2 separate regions of the Mus musculus genome follow, and region 1 is linked to region 2. Evidence: chromatin contacts called from public Hi-C data. All regions are on one chromosome and are shown on one strand. The core of a region is the stretch at or near the end of the contact, and the rest is flanking DNA. Distances in the headings are between cores, read along the strand shown. Region 1 overlaps Pdzrn3 (PDZ domain containing RING finger 3). Region 2 has its middle 120 kb from the start of Gm26911.

Region 1 (6,021 bases), core at 301-2,800, 200 kb after region 2:
GGTGCTCCTGAGCTGGGGCTGCAGAGGAGTCTGGCTTCCCCTAGTTCCCTTTGTTGGGGTAGGGTCATTTCTGGGTTTCTTTTTACATCAGCACCTGCACAGCAGCCAAAGTAGGAAAAATCCTTTCCCTTGTATGAACACACAAAGGGGTTTTCTTCAACAGTTCTCCAGCTACACATTCTAATGTGAGAGCAAGTCAAGGAGGCCTGAGGATAGGGGCTTGGCTGCTGAATTAGCCTGTAAGCCATTACTGGGAGAAAGACTAGACTCTGAAGCCATAGTCACACCAAAGTGACCTTTCCAACAAAGGCCTGGTTCTTGGCAGCTTGGTAACCCCAGACCCCCTTGCCTGCCTTCTGGAGTAAGGAATGTAGGCTGGGCTACTGCTCCCCAAACCCCTGAACTTCAAAGGAATTTAAGCAACTCAGCCTAGACTGATGCCAAAGAAAACAGCACTCAAGGGCTCCCTGGCTAGAAGTCCAGGCACGGCAGCCCTTCCGTGTATAGAGCCTCCCTTTCCAGTCTCTTGCATGCGTGCTGAAATGACATCAGGAGCCAGCATGAACCTGCCAGGCAAACACTCCAGGTTCAGGGGCAGTTCAGCTCTCTCCAGGAAAGCTCAGGGATGTGGCTGTGATTCCCAGCTGCCCCATTTACTAAGTTCACAAGTGTGGCCCTGTGGCCTCCTGGCAGGCAGGCTATAAGAACCCCTGCACCACACCGCCTCCTGCTCGGGTTACAAGACTCATGTTTTATATCTTAATTCTCTCTGGGGTGCTTAGGAGAAATTCATGCAGCCAGATTAGCCTATAAATTACTCAATGGTTCACCAGGGGCCCTTTCTCACTCTCCCCATGGCACATATATCCAGGAGGAGAATCTTGGTGTCTAGATGCAGCTGTCTGCTGTACTACTAGGTTCTAGGTGGGTTCTCCTGGCAACAGATTTGCTTTTTATATCCCATTCAATGGGATATAAAATCATGCCATCAGCTGGGGGCCACATCTCATCTCCAGGAGAGATTTTAAACTGAGTACACCACCAGGTGGGGTGAAAACTAACCCAGGAAAAGAAGCCCCACGGTCACTAGGGTGACTGCGGTACCTCATGCAGCAGGTGTCTGAGCAGGCCAGAGATGCAGAATTCCAGGCACAATTGCTCGGGATGGTTTGTGTTCAAACAGCAAATGGAATCTTTCCATCTAATCTGTCTGTCTCCAGATCCCTTCCTCCAAAAGAAAACCACACAATGCAGTGAAAGAGGCATCATGCTGATTCTGAGAACTGGGGTCACCATTTCTCCTCCTAGAGTTCATCCTCTTCTGGGCTTGAAACAGTGCCCATTCGACTCAGCAGCTCCCAGGGACTTGCCAAACTTCAGAATTGTCTTGAAACCAACAATAGGCAGAATACGAAACAGGAACATTCAGATTTTTAGTCTTCTCTTGCAGACACAAAAGCGCAAGGGCTGTCTGCTCAGCCACTCAGCAGCTAGCTGTGAGCCTCGGCTTATGTCACGGGAGCAGCAGTGTTCCTCACACTGTCATTCTTCCCACGACACCCACACTCGGGACTGGTCTCTGTGATTTTTAAGAGGCACTGAAGTGTATGACTTTGGTTCTGCACCTGCCCTGGAAAATGTAGGATTGGCAGATTATCCAGAGGTAGGCGAGGAGATTTTCATCTGCTGTCTGTATGACAGAGCTGGTGTCAGCGACTGGGGGCTGCGGAAGTGTTGACGTTAAATCCTCCTCTTTATAGAAACTGAGAGGGAGGCAAACAGGGAAGAGAAATATTTAGAAGGAGAGGCAGTGGGGGGGTGGGTGGAGGGCGGGGGGTGGAGGGTGGTCCTGATGCTTCGGTGCCTGAGCAGACAAGCTGGCCAGCCTCTGAGAGGCCTTAAGGATGGATGTGGTTAAACCATAAGGGGTTCAACTCTTTCTTTTCCTCTTAAACTGTGCAGACTTATTTCTCATGGGAAACGAGACACCGAATGAAGTCTGACAGAGCAGGAGGGAGTGGCCAGACCTCCATCTCTCTGGCCCTAGAGAGTTCCCAAGGGGGCACAAGGCTCCCTCAATTTCAGCCAGAGCCTTTCCAGCCCCCGGGGAAGGCTGAGCTCTCTCCATACTCTGTAACTTGTTTCTGAAAGCTTCGTGAAAGCAAAAGGGGAATGGCAGGCGTGCCATGGTCAGAAAAAGAATTTCTTGGTGTCACCCTGAAGGAAGTAACTGGTGAGTGACAGTACTCATGGCCCCATATCTGAGGAGTGTGATCCTAAAGTGGAAACCTGGGGTGAGGGAGGGTTGGCGAGTGAGCGCTCTGACAGATGAGGAGGGACAGAGAGATGTGTTAGTTCACTTGCTCAGGAAACACACATGCGCCAGAGAAGGTGACAAGCTCTGGAAGTCAGGTTGCCGGTAAATCCACGCACTGGTAACTGTCTGCAGCATACCTCATTCCAGCCTGCCCCACAGCCAGTTAGGCCAACCGATCCCCCCCCCACACACACACCCCAACTCCATTCTCCCTGGGCACCTCTCCTTAGGCCCACCTATCCACTCCACACAGTTCAGCTGAAGCTCAGTCCATCCAATGGTGTTGGCTTTAGTGATGAGCTCACACCTGGCCCACTGGACTGTTGCAGACCTTTGGTGCTAGCGATTGGCTTAGTCAGTAGCACATGACCTAAACGGAGGCTACAGGTATCCTCTATAAGACTGCAGCTGAGCCGATAGGATTGCACATGAAGTCTCTGGGGCCACTTTTAGTGGTTTGTGGGAAGAAATGCTCCTCACATCCTGAAGTCAGCAGAGTTCACCACAGTGAAGTCATGCAGGGACCACTCTCCAATAAGATCTGAATGTCTAGACCTAACTGAGCCTAAAACTAGATTCGGCTCAAACCAATGACTGGGGTTGTGACTTACATTTCAGACCAAAATATTCTTTCTTTACTGGCCCACACTATATTATTACTACACACCACAAAGATTAGAAAAGAGTACTAAAAGACCGAGAGCTCTTGCAGATCTTTAACCTCCACTCATTAGGAAGTAATTCTGGCCAGATGTTCACATCTAGCTGTTCCTTGAAATAACACTTTTTCCTTGGTTGTCTGAAGCTCAAAGCAGAACAGGCCTGGTGAATTTATACCCTGCTGCTCCCGGGAAGGTGTGTGACTAGTAAGATCTATGTCTGTCTCATGAAAGGTCATTTGCTGTCAGCCAAAACACCATAAAGGTGCTCAAATACCTCATATAGCATTTATGAAGGGGAATGTCTGAACCCTTACAACAAAAAGGGATTCATGAGGCCTCGCACGGATTGTTTTATTGAAATAGATTTAATATATGTTTATTACATTTTGTGTATGTTCTAAATTTATCATATTAAAGAGATGTTGATTAGGATATAATGCTTTCTTTTGTTTCCTTAAGAGGATTAAGTTTTTATCTATTCATGGTCATCTCTTCTGCATTATTTTAAAAGACATCTAGGTTGTCCCATTCACTTATTTAGTTTTATACTCAGTCTACTGGCAAAGGACAAAGAGCATCCACATTACACACACACACACACACACACACACACACACACACACAAATATACACTAATATAGGCACACATACAAATGCATGTATATGAGTCAAGTACTTCTCATGGGCTGGTTTAGGTTAAAACTTTATTCATTTAGAGTGTGTGTGTGTATGTGAGCCAAAATGCTCAAACTTCACTTTTTATGTTTATAAAACATACAATTAACATAAACAGTTGCACATACAACGTGTATCTAGTACAGAGGAAAAGAACCCTCTGTGCTTTCCAGCCAACATAAGAAGGTTCTCTGAACTGTTGATGCCTTGCTGAAGGTTCCAGCCAAATTTGTACACATGCCTTCACAGGGGTACATGCTATTGTATCCTTATGTTCACCTTAAACAAAAGCTGACATTTAAATTTATTATCAAATGTTCTAGTACACACACAGAGAATGGCTTCATTAACTCTGCACGTGCACATCCCATTCTTCCATCATTCTGACCCCTGACCTTGACCCCATTTCCTTTTATTTCTTCGAGTGTTTTAAGGCAAGTACCAGAAGCCATTTTGTTTCTCGCAGAAAATTCTTTATATACTGTGTCTCTAAGTATGGGAGGATAAAATAAACAAATAAACAACCACTAAGACATTGTTACACAATATTACTCCTAACTCCCTAGTGTCACCGAATCCTTGCCTGTGCTCAGACTTCCTCAAAGCATACAAATGCTGTCTGGGGTCAGAAAAAAGGTCAGGCAAACAGGTCAGGATGCAAACCAGTAAACAAACCAAACGCTGTATTATTCTAAAAAAGACTTTACTTGAAGCTTTCCCAAATAGGCAATCTTCCTCTCAAATTAGCGTGTACCAGTGAAGTTTTACTATGTAATCAATAGCTTGCTAGACATTCCCAGCTCTGATACTTACAGAAGTCTGCAGGGGACATGGTCCCTTTGCACCACCCCTGTGGCCACCAGTGTACAGCCGAATCATTAAGGGATGGGGACAGCAATTGGTAGGATTTACGAATTCCCAAGTGTATGGATGCGGTCAGCAGAGGAAGGAAATGACAGGACTGCAGAGGTTCGCCATGCCTAATAGACACTCTGGGCCTTATTTTCCAAGCTTAAAAATAATTGGGTAAATACTCCACAGTAGCTGGGTTTGACGAGAGTTTGCTTTGCTCTCCTTAGGAAAGCATATGATTAATTTAAACACAGGCATCCAGGGGGTGTTCGCCTCCCTGTCCCATTTGCTTTGTATAGCCAGGGAAGGAGATATCAGTCAGCGTCTGCAGAGCCCCGCACATGCGCATTTGACAGGCAGAGTGTTGGGTCAATGCTGGGACGAAAGGCTTCTGTGGGACTTGGTTCTCCTTTTCTAGGCATATTTATCATAGTGAGGGGGGAAATGGAAATTCATCTTTAAGTCTTATGATCTGTTTTGTTTTGTTTTGTTACTTCTGGTACTTTGTTTAGAAATGCAAACACCTCATTACAGCTGAAAATATAGGTGTAATCTGACTTTAAAAAAAAATCCCAATATGTGAAAGGCATAAAAATGAAAGGCTGGGGACAGGGACGATGACTCAGTGTTTGGTGCACACACATGAGGGTCTGAGTCTGGATCCCTCAACAAGCCTGCATGAGCTAGGCATAGCGGTGCACGTCTGTGACCCCAGTGCTGGGGTACAAAGCCAAACGACCATCTTAGGGGATTGCTGGCCCGCCAGTCCAGGAGGAATGGCAGACTCTGGGTTCAGTGGGAGACTCTATCTCAAAAGACAAAAGAATAAACCAAAAACAAACAAACAAACAAACAAACCAGAGCTGAAGGCAAGGGAGCCAGAGACAACCTCAGGCCCCGACATGTGTTCACTGGGTGAGTGCATCTTCATTCATACACATACATCCCACACGCAAATGCACACACACTGCACAAACACAGAGTTTAACGGTGACTATTGACATTACAACACAAAATTACTTGGGTGGTTGAAGGTGTAGCTTGGTAGTCAAGCCCCTGCTGAGCTGTGACACACATTGGGTTCAATCCCCTTTGCTCACATACATAAATAAACAATAAAAATTCCTAGAGAAAATTTCTACACATAAAGAAGTGACGAAGACAACAAAACCCCATGTAGCTATCGGCCATCTTAAAACATTTTAAACTCTTGGCTCATCTTTTCCAAGTATACCTGAATTTCCTAGAGATGAGGATGTCCTAGAAGAATCTGTTGGCCTCTGTGAATACTTTATGGACGTAAGAAGGCAAGAAAGCTCCTAGAGTGGACACTGCTATTGGTCTCACACAGTGAGCACACTGTGGGTCTATGCCCACAACATCGGCCCAACATGGTGTCTCACACCTGCCAGCACTTAGAGGCCAGAAGGAGGAGGATCAAGAGAATCAGGCCAGCTTAAGCTGTGTGACAAGTTGAGCCCAGCCTAGGATACATGAACCCTTGGCAAAAAAAAA
Region 2 (5,429 bases), core at 2,907-5,406:
ATTTAGGATAGGTAAAGATCCTTTCCCAATCTGTTGGTGGCCTTTTTGTCTTATTGACTGTATCTTTTGCCTTACAGAAGCTTTGCAGTTTCATGAGGTCCTATTTGTCAATTCTCGATCTTACAGCACAAGCCATTGCTGTTCTATTCAGCAATTTTTCCCCCTGTGCCAATATCTTCGAGGCTTTTCCCCACTTTCTCCTCTATAAGTTTCAGTGTCTCCAGTTTTATGTGGAGCTCCTTGATCCACTTAGATTTGACCTTAGTACAAGGAGATAGGAATGCATCAATTCACATTCTTCTACATGATAACCACCAGTTGTGCCAGCACCATTTGTTGAAAATGCTGTCTTTTTTCCACTTGATGGTTTTAGCTCCCTTGTTGAAGATCAAGTGACCATAGGTGTGTGGGTTCATTTCTGGGTCTTCAATTCTATTCCATTGGTCTACTTTTCTGTTGCTATACCAGTACCATGCCGTTTTTTATCACAATTGCTCTGTAGTAAAGCTTTAGGTCAGATATGGTGATTCCACTAGAGGTTCTTTTATCCTTGAGAAGAGTTTTTGCTATCCTAGGTTTTTTGTTATTCCAGATGAATTTGCAGATTGCTCTTTCTAATTCGTTGAAGAATTGAGTTGGAATTTTGATGGGGATTGCATTGAATCTGTAGATTGCTTTTGGCAAGATAGCCATTTTTACAATGTTGATCCTGCCAATCCATGAGCATGGGAGATCTTTCCATCTTCTGAGATCTTCTGTAATTTCTTTCTTCAGAGACCCTACCTATCTTTCTGCTTTCTCTCCCCTCCCTTCCCCTCCCCTCCCCTCCCCTCCCCCTTTCCTTCCCTTCCTTTCTGTTCTATTCCTCTTTTTTTCCTTAGTAGCAGATTTAGAACCCAGGACCTTACATACCTTAGCAAAGTCTCTATGGCTAGTACACCCCAAACCTTTGTGGTTGTTGAGACGTGGTCTTGTAGAGCTCAGAACAGCCTTTAACTTCTTATCACCTAGGCTGGCCTTGAATTCCCAGTTGTTCTGCCTCTGCCTCCTGAGACTCAGATTATAGTATCACTGTGAAACATAGCCTCTTGTGTATGTGTGACTACAGTTTCATCAAAATGCTGACATGCCTGTTTTCTTTGCATATTGTCTGGCTGTTTGATCATTCAACAGCAGGCTTGTGTCAGGCTTGCACTAAAGATGTCCTGGCTTTGCTTTGGGAAGAGACACTTTATTATTGGGTCCTTTGGGTAAGACATTCACAGTCTCGTTTTCTTTCTTATTAGATTTATTTGTATTTATTCTCATGCATCTGTTGGACTGTATTCTCTCTCTCTCTCTCTCTCTCTCTCTCTCTCTCTCTTTCTCTCCCCCCGCCGTGTGTGTGTGCGTGTGTGTGTGTGTGTGTGTGTGTGTCTGTCTGTCTGTCTGTCTGGGTAGGGTGGCAATCAAGAAAGTTTCAGGTAGTCATGAGCTTCCTGGTGTAACATGGGTAATGTGAACTGAACCCCCATCCCCTGGAAGAGCAGCAGTGCCCTCAACCCTTAGCCACTAAGGCATCCATCCCATCATTTCCTTGTAGCATCCTTTTCTAGACCAGTGATCTTCAATGTGTGAACTACAGCTTAGCAACAGCAGAAACTGAAGGGGACATGTCGACACTGGCATTCTTAGACCCACTTTGGATCCACTTAGCAGGCACTAAGAGCAAGGTCCACAATGTATGCTGGACAAGTCTTCTAGATAATCCAGACAACACAGGATGTTTGAGAAATACCACGAATCCCACTGGTTCACTCTTTGTGCTTTTACACAGACTCCTCTCTTTGCTCTGGTTATCCTTAGGTGGTGTGTGCCCTATTTCTTCTATCCTTCAAGCCTTAGCTGCAAAGATGCTGCTCCATAAAGATCTACCTTGAATAAGCAGGCCAAGGGCACCATACAAGCCTATCTGTCTGTGCCCTCACTCTGTCATTTCTTATGATGTTGTTATTTTCCTCCACTTTATGTCATTTTAAAGGTGACTAAATGCATATGATGTTTTGATATGCATATCGTGGAATAGTTAAATTAGGCTAGTTACCATATCTATTGTCTCATCTTGTTTGAGAGTCCTCCCGAGGTCATCCTCTTCTGGAATTGTGGAGTGGTGGCATGAGACCCAAGGGCATCTCTACTGTTCCCCACCAGCATCACCTTGGTAGCCTCTCTTCCTTGGACACAGGAGTCAGGAATATGGGGATACAAAAGATCATCAGAGGGCAAGGATCCCTTCCTCTGAATGCTTTACTTCTTGCCTGGTGTTTAATGCTGCAGACACTAACGCTGCCATCAGTAGGGAGACTTGAGCCGTCTGCTGGAAGATGAGGAAGAGGAAGGATGCTGCATGTCAAGGTTATTTCTAAGTGCAAGACTGGTCCAATGTCTGCATAGCTGTCTGAAGGTTGCCTTATGTACCTATGGTGTGTGTGATCAAATAACACATGATCAAGAATTGCTAGCCAAGGCAAATACATAATTTCTTGTGTCCTCATTTTTAAGGCCTCTTTGAAATAAGGCATATGTGAGATTGATGGTTATATTAACCTAGGCCCTCCTTGTTCTAAGAATTAGACAATAATAAGGGATGCTGTTTTCCCAGGCTCTTCGGCTCGGGACTTTGTAATTACTTTCTTCTTGATAACATCCTGGGCCGGGTTGTTTTTATTGCTTGCAAAGGAGTGCCCTGACGTTATCTAAGAAGTCAGTCAGAGGCATGTTTATAAAGGTATTGACCCTGAGGTAATAATAAAGTGTGTGGTCGAGGGAGTGTGGAGGCATATTGGGTTTGTCACTGGGGAGCAGGAGGGTGGGGGAGAAGCGAGGAGCTGAGACCTAGCTAGTGATTGAAGTTCATGGGATGCTTTTATTTTCTTCTGACTTCCGGAGGCCAGGAACAGTTAACAGAGCATAGATAGCCCTCTGACCAGCCTTCCCATGGCTTTCCTGGAGGCAGTTCAGTAGTTTGCAAAGCACAGGAAGAAAAGAAAAGGGTTGCGAACAGACTCGGGCTCTACTGCTGAGATCTTAGGTTCCCACAGAAAAAGTTGGAGCCGCAGGCTCATGCATGGACATTCAGTTCTCAAGTGTGAACTATACTGGCGTACCTTGGGCAAAGCCTAGAGGAGTGTCTTTTTCCTACTTCTCTGAAATGTCGTGAAAACGAAGCTGGCTCCTGTCTTTAATTGAAGATAAGAGACATTGTAGGACACGTGGGAGGAAAGTGGCTGACAACATGCCAAAATTCTCACAAAGTCCTGCTTCCAGATCACAGCCCAAGATGGCAAATGGATGTCTTTAGGCAGCCTTGGATTACTGGCCATGGCTGACTGCAATGCTATGTGAAGGACCCAAAGGTCACCTCTAGTCTCAGCAACAAAAAAAGCATCACAACTGATTAGCCATATCTCCTGGGGGAGACGAGAGAGGAGTGTGGTTGTGTGCAGACATCCACCTGCTACAGTGAAGTTAGGAAAAGCAGCATACTGTGCAATTCTATGTCACAGGTAGTCACCTCTTTCTTTCTTTTTTTTTTCTGTCATGTGTCTGTGTGTTCTATATGAGCACACTCATGTGGTACCCATGAGATGGCACCAGATCCCCTGGAGCTCCAGTTACAGATGTTTGGGAGCTTTCTGGGTGGGGACCTAACTTGAGTAGACCAGAAGAACAAGTGCTTTTAGCCACTGAGCTATCCTTCTAGCCTCTTTTAAAATAACGGCCACAGAGAGGATTAATCGATAAAAGGTGTACTTACTGACATTCTGTAGGAACATATATGTTCATGTGTTCTAAGCCTGACGGGCTGGCAACCCTTTCCTACGAATGACCAGAGAGTAAATATTTCAGTCTTTGCAGGCTATGTCAAATCTGTCCCAACTATTGATCCTCGCTTCTACAGTGCTCAAGCAGCCGTAGATCGTGTGCATCTGAATGGGCATGGCTGCTTTCCAAGAAAACTTTATGAAAAATAGACGGTGGACCAGATTTGGCTCATGAATCACAGTCTGCCCCTCTCTGGTGTAAAGCGGCTTGCCGATGGTGTCTGCTGGGGCGGGAAGGCTGGCATAAGGCTGTTTTGATGGATGCTCGTGGTGGTAGGCTGAGAATGTGTACGTAGAGCAGCTTCTCTGGCTACAGCCAGGTGTCTAATCTGTGAGTAGCATCTCTCATACAGAACAGGATGGTCCTGCAGCTTTGGTCTCAGGGAAGCGGAGGGTTTACGTCTCTTTCGGTTTGCGATTACGTAGTTCTTTCTGGAGCATGCTCAGTTTTGACGTACTGTGCAGCTGATGCAGAAGCGTCCCAGAGACTTTGCTCTTATTATAATAAGCAGGGATAATGAAATAATAATAAAACAGCACAGAATCATTGTGTGGCTTCTACGTAAAGCCTCAAGAAGTATTACAGTTGCACTATCCGAGAGGGTCCCTGAGTCTGGCCTTACAGGACCAGCTTAGTTTGTGGCCTGGGATTGCTTTATGGAGACCTGATGCTCTCCTCTATGCTTCTCTCCCATCTCTCCCTAATTTAGTCCACAACGCCTGGTATGTGGTAACTATCAGCCCCATTTTCCCACCTAAAAGCACCCCTGCACCACCATTATCTTACACTGAACCTGCTATTTTTTCCAGTATAGTGTCTATCTATATCTGAAATATTATTTTTGCGTGAGTCTGTGTATGCAAATCTGTGTGTGCGTGGTGTGTGTGTGTGTGTGTGTGTGTGTGTGTGTGTGTGTGTATGTGTGTGTAAGCATGTGGTGGTCACAGGCTATCTTCTGGGAGTTAGTTCTCTTTTTACCAAACAGAACTCAGTCTTATTAGTGAGGTCCTCTACCCACTGAGCATCTTGCTGGTACTCTGCCTTACATTTTGAGAGAGAGTCTTTCACTGGCCCTGAATATTACTGACTCAGCTAAGCTGACTGGCTAACAAGTTTCTGGAGTCCACTTGTTTCTGCCTCTCCAATGCCGGATTTACAGGTACATGTCATGGTGCCCCATTTTTCATGTATTAGGGATCTCAAACATGCAAGGCAAAGCACTTTATCAACTCAGTCACTTCCCCAGACATCTAAAATACTCTTATTTCCATTCTGGAGTGGATACATTCTGAATACAATGACCAGTGTATGTTCTGTATTCAGTCCATGACAGGCACATACATGGTCAGTGGATATCTAATCCTTAGAAATCACCAGATGAGAAGTTATAGGAAGGGAAACCCGAGTTTCTAGAGTTGGTTCTTTAATACAATTGAAGGCAAGAGAAAACGAGAAGTGTATTTTGATGACCTCTTGCCTGTGAGACTGTGAAGCTCTGTTCTGCTGATGTGAGCAAGCGTGTGTTTCTGGTGCTGTGTTGTCTGGTCTGATTTTGGAAGGTTTGT

What was found. A called contact is a pair of places that touch in the nucleus more often than the background predicts.
Region 1: a contact with region 2 is called in a Hi-C map of cerebral cortex, with 4 times the contacts expected there. The contact joins two enhancer-like sites. A contact is called at or near these places in 9 of 484 Hi-C or Micro-C datasets (8-cell embryo, the HL-1 cell line, cerebral cortex and 3 more).

Annotation. Positions count from the first base shown.
Region 1 is chr6:101,250,816-101,256,836 of GRCm38.p6, forward strand. All of the region lies in intron 3 of Pdzrn3 (PDZ domain containing RING finger 3), which reads right to left. Among named protein-coding and RNA genes, the nearest start is that of Gm33934, 18 kb to the right of the region's middle. Within about 2 kb of position 1,551, at least 45 of the 459 cell types and tissues checked have an H3K27ac peak or open chromatin away from gene starts, as enhancers often do. A contact at or near this core is called in cerebral cortex, where this site is marked.
Region 2 is chr6:101,052,330-101,057,758 of GRCm38.p6, forward strand. No RefSeq gene overlaps it. Among named protein-coding and RNA genes, the nearest start is that of Gm26911, 120 kb to the right of the region's middle. Within about 2 kb of position 4,157, at least 10 of the 459 cell types and tissues checked have an H3K27ac peak or open chromatin away from gene starts, as enhancers often do. A contact at or near this core is called in cerebral cortex, where this site is marked.